2 separate regions of the Gasterosteus aculeatus genome follow, and region 1 is linked to region 2. The links are chromatin contacts, called in public Hi-C maps. All regions are on one chromosome and are shown on one strand. Each heading gives the region's core, a stretch centred on a gene start, on an enhancer-like site or on the middle of the called end of the contact. The rest is flanking DNA. Distances are from core to core; before and after follow the strand shown.

Region 1 (3,127 bases), core at 134-2,633, 61 kb after region 2:
TTCCAAAAGCATCAACTGATGGGACTGTTTGTGCCTGAAGCCTGCAGGCAGGTTCATAGCAAACTGAATAATGTTGCATCTGTTTTCAAAGCAACACCAATCTAGTTCAACTCCACCTCTCGAAAAGGTCTCAAATTCACATATGATTAAAGCGTCATATTGCATTCCCACATTTGCAAAAACATACAATAATGTGACACCATTGAAATAGAATGATTAAGCAGGAGGAATAATGAAGCTTGCAGGTCTCGTGTGTTCCCTTAAACTGCAGGTGAACGAGGACTTCTGGGGTCCAAAGTGGGCGTTACAAGCTGCTGATGGATGAGAGGATGAGCGCAGGCTGTACTTAACAGGACTTGAAAGTTGTCATACAGGAATGTGGGGCATGAGGTGCTAACACCTTGAGTGCAAGCGAGGGAGCTCTTTAAAACAGTTGTTCTCATGGGAATTTCTCACCTGGGCCGGCGCTTTAGATTTGGAATGCTTTGCCATCACTGTATGAAAAAAAACACAGTTTGTTACTTTTGATAGTATTGGTATTGGGGAAAAGTGTGATGTGGAATAAAGGGCGTTGCTTTAAAAATGTGTGTAGTGCAGTAGAGGTGACAGAATCAAATATCCACGTTTCCTGCCGGGACCCTGCAATGACACCATGTCACTTCGTCATGCAGCACACGTGACGTAACATGAGGCTCACATTCTGAAGTTCTGTGTACAGCGTGTAATTTCCAGCTCCTGCAGAAACTATGCATGAGATGGCCTAAAAATAAAGATGTTTTATTGCACTGAACAGTATGAAAGACCCTTTGTGTTCTCTCACATGGGTAAAGGAACATTCAAGCTTCAGAACGAATGCAGAGCCAACGCAAGCTGGGAAAAATATATATGGAAAATGTGCACTCTGCAGGTTTGGAAAGGAAACACTAGCAATTTACAATTACCGGACTTGTGGAATACAGAGAGAGAGAGAGAGAGAGAGAGAGTTCCTCCTTGTGAAACAGAGCCTGAGCTGAAGGTAAAACGCCAGAGAGGTTTGAAGCGGTGGGGGAGGGGTAAGGAGGGGCGTGGGGGGGGACCTACCTGCCAGGTACCGCTCCAGGGAGGGCGAGGATGTCTGGTTCCAACTGTAGCAGCAGAAGAAGAAGAGCCAGACCAGAAGGGTGGCCAGCACCAGAACCAGCACCCAGAGGAGCCGGGCCACCGCCGGGTTGGTGACGGCCCAGGCTGTCAGGACGTCCATGGCGGAGGCTGTGCTCTCCTTCCGATTCACAGAGCGGCGACTGGTGAAGGGCAGCAGGAAGCAGCAGCAGCAGCAGCCAGAGCAACGGGAACCACAGATGGAAACCAGCTGTTCCAAAACGGAGACCGACCTCAAGCCCACGTCAGCGCTGGAGGGTTGTGTGCGGTAGCTGGTGTTTGTGTGTGTGTGTGTGTGTGTGTGTGCGCGCGCCTGTTGTGTTAAAACTTGAGTCCTGTAAAAGTGTGTGCGGATCCTTGAGGAGTAGCAAGGGGTTAACAGCAGCAGGCTTAACTGTCAGCCACTCCTGCCCCCCCCCCCCCCGGCTCAACATCAGAGGCCTTTATGCCGGAGGGAGACTCACCCTCACTCACTCACTTTACCTGAACAATTGCCAAAAAAGTGTCCTGTGATGACAGAGGTGCATATTGTCTCCCGAACACAAAGAGTGCAGACTTTAATTTAGCTGAACTAATTATAACTTAGTTTTACAGGCTGCATTCTCTGATCTCAGATACCTTTCTCACAAGCTCACAAGGTGTGTAATGAAAAGGTAAAACTTTTTGTGCTGTTCCCCTTTTAATAATATCTACTTATCTTATTGTGCGTTTGTGCGATGTATGATCTTTGATAATTTTTCCTGTGAGGCCCGTTCGTTGTTGCACAGAATGTTCTCTATAAACATACCGAACCTGTTCCAAACGCCCAACAGCCTGTTCTAGTACATGGACACAAATATTTACACTGCAACATCATTCAATATTTTGAGATAAGGTGGGGCTGAGCATTTGATGGACGACCAGAAACAACTGATTATAACTGACAACACGCCTAAAAAAATCAAGTTGGGGATCGATGCTTGATTCGTCGTTCCAATTTGATCTCCATGCAAACAGCATGTTTTTCTTCAACAAATCAACAAATGATTACAGCCTCACGTGGGATGATCAGAGAGAGCCAAAGCCTTTCAAACCGTCTGAGCCTGAAATCCGAAATGCCTTTAACTCTGTGCAAACGACAGGAGACTAAAATGAACCAAGGGCGCCATCCAGTGGTCGAATATGAAGAAAGGAAGGGAAAAAAATCCCTCCAAAGAGGCACCAAAATGCTAACAGCCGGAATGATGGATAACCCAAAGTTTGGTTGAATCGTTTAGAAAGCAACACTTAAAGTTGAGATGAGGAGAGTGTCCAGTCAATCAATACTAATAATATATAAATAATATATTATTCTGCAGAAGACAAGCTGTGTTAAATAACAATAGTTGCTAATATGATAAAAAAAAACATTCAATAACAAACAATAATAATATCCAGTAATGCCATCTGCATCTCATTGAAGCCATTTGAATAGAGGTTAGAGCCTTTTGGTGTCAAAATGAAATACCGTTTAAATGCAGTATTATGTAAATGAAGGTCCATTTACTGTCCAATAAACGATAAAGAAAGGTGTGCTTTAGGGCGGGGCTACGTTGTGATTGACAGATTCTACGACCTGTTCACAGTGGGGGTTTAGCTTCAAAAAAGTTTATTAAGGCTAAATGCGGTTGCCTGCAGACGTCTTATTTAGCTTTCGGCTGCTACTAACACCTGGTTAAAAAGACTGTGATAACCCAAGAGACTAAGCTCGAGACTTCAGAACGGATGACATCACGGTGACTCTGCCCCCTTTTCCCATCCAGCCTCTGTTCACATCCATACACCACATCCAGTGCTCTGTCTACCTCGTCCCTGTTGCTATGCCGCTCTCTCCTCCATGTTCATTGCTAACACATGGCTGCAAACACATTTATAATGCTTATTAGAATAGTCTCTTTCCATAACTATTTCAAAACCCTAATCCCATTCATGCTCGGCTCAGGATTTCAAGCTCCTCTGACTGGAGGTGGGT
Region 2 (3,034 bases), core at 449-2,948:
TAAATAAACAGTCATCAAACAAACGGGCAACACGGGTACGGATGGAAGTGAGCCATTCAGCATGAATGACTCTTTCTAGATAAACATCACAGGGACAGTTGATAAAGAAAACTCCAGTAAAATGTGACAACATGGCACTCAGCGTGCAGAACAAATGCATTTAAAAGACTCAGCAGTGAGGTGTCTGCATAGAAAGGATGACCCGGTTCCTGAAGATAATTCACTTCATTCTTTCTACTAAACGACAAGAGGTGAAGCATCCCTTGGCTCGGGCTCCAGTGATGCAAGGTACCAAACCTACCTGGTAGTAGGCAGTGTTTTCCTTCAGGTGGGTTTCGACACAGCAGCACAGCTGGAGGATCCAACTCCACTGAGTCTGCAGAGCTGCAGTGAAGGCCTGAGTGGGGCACAACAGTTTGATGAGGAGGGTAATCACTCATTTAAGACTTCTACATTTGGATATGGTGTGTAGTGGCGATTCCTTCTCCATCCTAAATCGTCGTACCTCAACAGTCTTCTTGGCGGGGTGACCGTCCCTCAGCAGTTTGTCTCCTGTAGCCTGGACATCGTTCATCTTCTTCTCCCTGTGCTCCAGATCTCTCATCAAACCCTGATCGGAACCAACGACACAATTGCGTCACATTCATGGTCATGGGAAAGCACTGCCGGTACACTTTGTTAGAACAGCGCAGCGCATCGTCACTCTACCGAGTAGTTGTCTTTCTTGGCTGTCATGTTGGTGTTTCGTTCACTCCAGTCGCAGTTGACCTCCTCCTCCTCTTTGTCGTTGAGCCACATCAGCTCTTTGGTGGCTGCAATGACGAAGGCGTGGAGCTGGTCCAGGTAGTGCAGACGGGCCTTAGAGGCGTTCTGTAAGTGAACATGTGACCACATGATTGTTCCTTTGAGGGTTGGATCACTAAAAAGTGACAGCCTATATTATATATATATATATGTATATGTGTGCTGTTTGGACTTTATTGAACCTCCACGAGGTTAATGTTGTAACAGCCTTGTCCCTACTAAGTGCTTAAGTTGAAAGACACAGGTTCTGTTTTTGTGTATTTTTTGCTTACCATGAGCTTGCTGTACTGCAGCTCCAGTTTTCCCAAATACTCACGATAGGCAGCTTTACTGACAGGTGAGATCTGACTCTGCAGTAGGAAGAGGCAATAAGAAACATGCAAAACAGGTCAGCAAACCCTTAATGGTGAAGAATAATACAAAATGAATTATATTCCGACGAGAGATCACATCTTTGAAAGATAGTGGATATTATAAGTATTATAAGTTCACAATAGCACAATTACTGTAGATTATGCAAACCAGCTCAGACACCAAAATCCTCAAAAATAAATTTTGACTTAAAAATCCGTTATCATGATCAATAACACAAGCTTGAAGATTTGAGTTGAATAACATTTCATTTGACTTCACGGATTCATCTGAGATGTTAGCGGTGATTCAGAGGTCTTCAACCATCCATGTGTGCTACACCCAATAACCTGACTCCATCCCACTAGTCAGTACCTCATCCGCCTTTGCCCTCTCGATCTTGGAGCGGAACTCCTCCACACACTGGTGCAGGCCACGGTGGCTGCCCAGCTGGGACTCGATGGTGGGCAGGTCGGAGCCCCACTCGCCGTCATCCACCCGCCGCTGGTTTTCCTCCACCCAGCCCAGCAAGTCTTGGATGTAACGCATGGTGACCTCATCCAGCTCAGGCCGCACCCTCATGGGGGCCTGCTGCAGGGTGGTGACCTGGGCGGTGTGGACCTGAGTCATGGGGATCTGGGTGGTGGTCACACCGGACTTGAGGCGCAGGTTGTACTCGCTGCGGAGGTTCACCAGCCTCTCGTGGAGCCGGTACACTCTGAGAATACACGATGGCAATGAATTCAGTAACTAGTCGATCAACAGAAAGAACATCTAGAATATTTTATAATTGCTTCATTTTACATCCAGAAAAATACAAAATGCTCACTAAGTCAAGCTTCTCAACTTTAAGGTTGGTATTTGGTGTATTTTATTTGACTACTAGTTCTGCAACTTTCTCTACAGTGACGTTTTATCAAATAAACAACTACGAGTATTCGAGGGAGGATGTTTTTTTGTAGGCCAACCACAGAATGACTCGTCACACTGGTTTCGTTTACAAAAATCGAAATGTTTTATGACCAACATTTTTGTAGTATAATTTAGCCACTTGTTAGCAACCGTAAGTCATACAAAAGTAAAGACATGATATTTATTCATACATTTAATATAAAGAATAAAATCCGTTTTGTGTCTTTTATCACAGACGTTATTTAAGGCTTGTAACCAAAAGCGTATCAAAAAAGTAGTGTGCAAAAAACACTAGTGCAAAAAAAAAAGTGCAAAACACACATTTGCGTATAAAGGCAGATTCCTGGTTAATTAAAAAGAGAAATGAGCAGATTATTTCTAAATGAAGATACTTTTTAATGTAGCCATCTTAAATGTTTAAAGTTAGATTTTTGCACCTGCGATACATCTGTTCAGCCTGAAGGTGGCGTCCATCTTTAAGCAATTGAACATCATTGAAGAGGAAGCGGATCATTCCTTCTGCTTTGTCCAGATCTGCATCCATCTCTGCCGTGTGCTGAGCAGGTCTCCCTGAGCTCAGCATCCTCACGTCCTGCAGCGCGGGGACAAGCGTAGTTACAGCGCTGCAGGAGGAGCCAATGCTTCCTGGTGGAGGGGGTGTTTGGGTCTTACCGTCTGCAGCAGAGTCTCCACCTGGTTGAGCTGCTCCTCACACACACCCGACTCCATCTGGACCTTACTGACGACCCGCTGAAGTCGCTCCAGCCTGCAGAGGGAGAGGAGGGAGGTCAAAAGTGAAAAGGCACTAAATGAGGTAGACTAACGGCCTCCGCGGTGCTTTCTAGCGTCTCTTCTGATGTCATTAATTAAAATTCTGTTAACAAATTGAAGTTAGACAAAAGAAAAAAGCACTCACTCAGTTTTCTGGCGGAATAAAAACTTAAAATCATATCCATGATGCATGAAC

Evidence for each region. A called contact is a pair of places that touch in the nucleus more often than the background predicts.
Region 1: a Hi-C map of whole body shows a contact between it and region 2, with 5 times the contacts expected there. The contact joins the promoter of pleca here to the enhancer-like site in region 2. A contact is called at or near these places in 4 of 6 Hi-C or Micro-C datasets (skeletal muscle, tail fin and whole body).

What each region holds. Positions count from the first base shown.
Region 1 is chr10:4,707,939-4,711,065 of fGasAcu3.hap1.1, forward strand. It overlaps pleca (plectin a), which reads right to left and starts at 1,384. Exons shown (of 36, transcript XM_040188222.2): 1 at 1,081-1,384; 2 at 457-494. The coding sequence starts at 1,240.
Region 2 is chr10:4,646,438-4,649,471 of fGasAcu3.hap1.1, forward strand. pleca (plectin a) reads right to left here. Exons shown (of 36, transcript XM_040188222.2): 15 at 2,740-2,833; 16 at 2,505-2,659; 17 at 1,531-1,873; 18 at 1,077-1,154; 19 at 709-870; 20 at 506-610; 21 at 302-397. Among protein-coding and RNA genes, the nearest start is that of LOC120826179, 21 kb to the left of the region's middle. Within about 2 kb of position 1,699, at least 1 of the 9 cell types and tissues checked has open chromatin away from gene starts, as enhancers often do.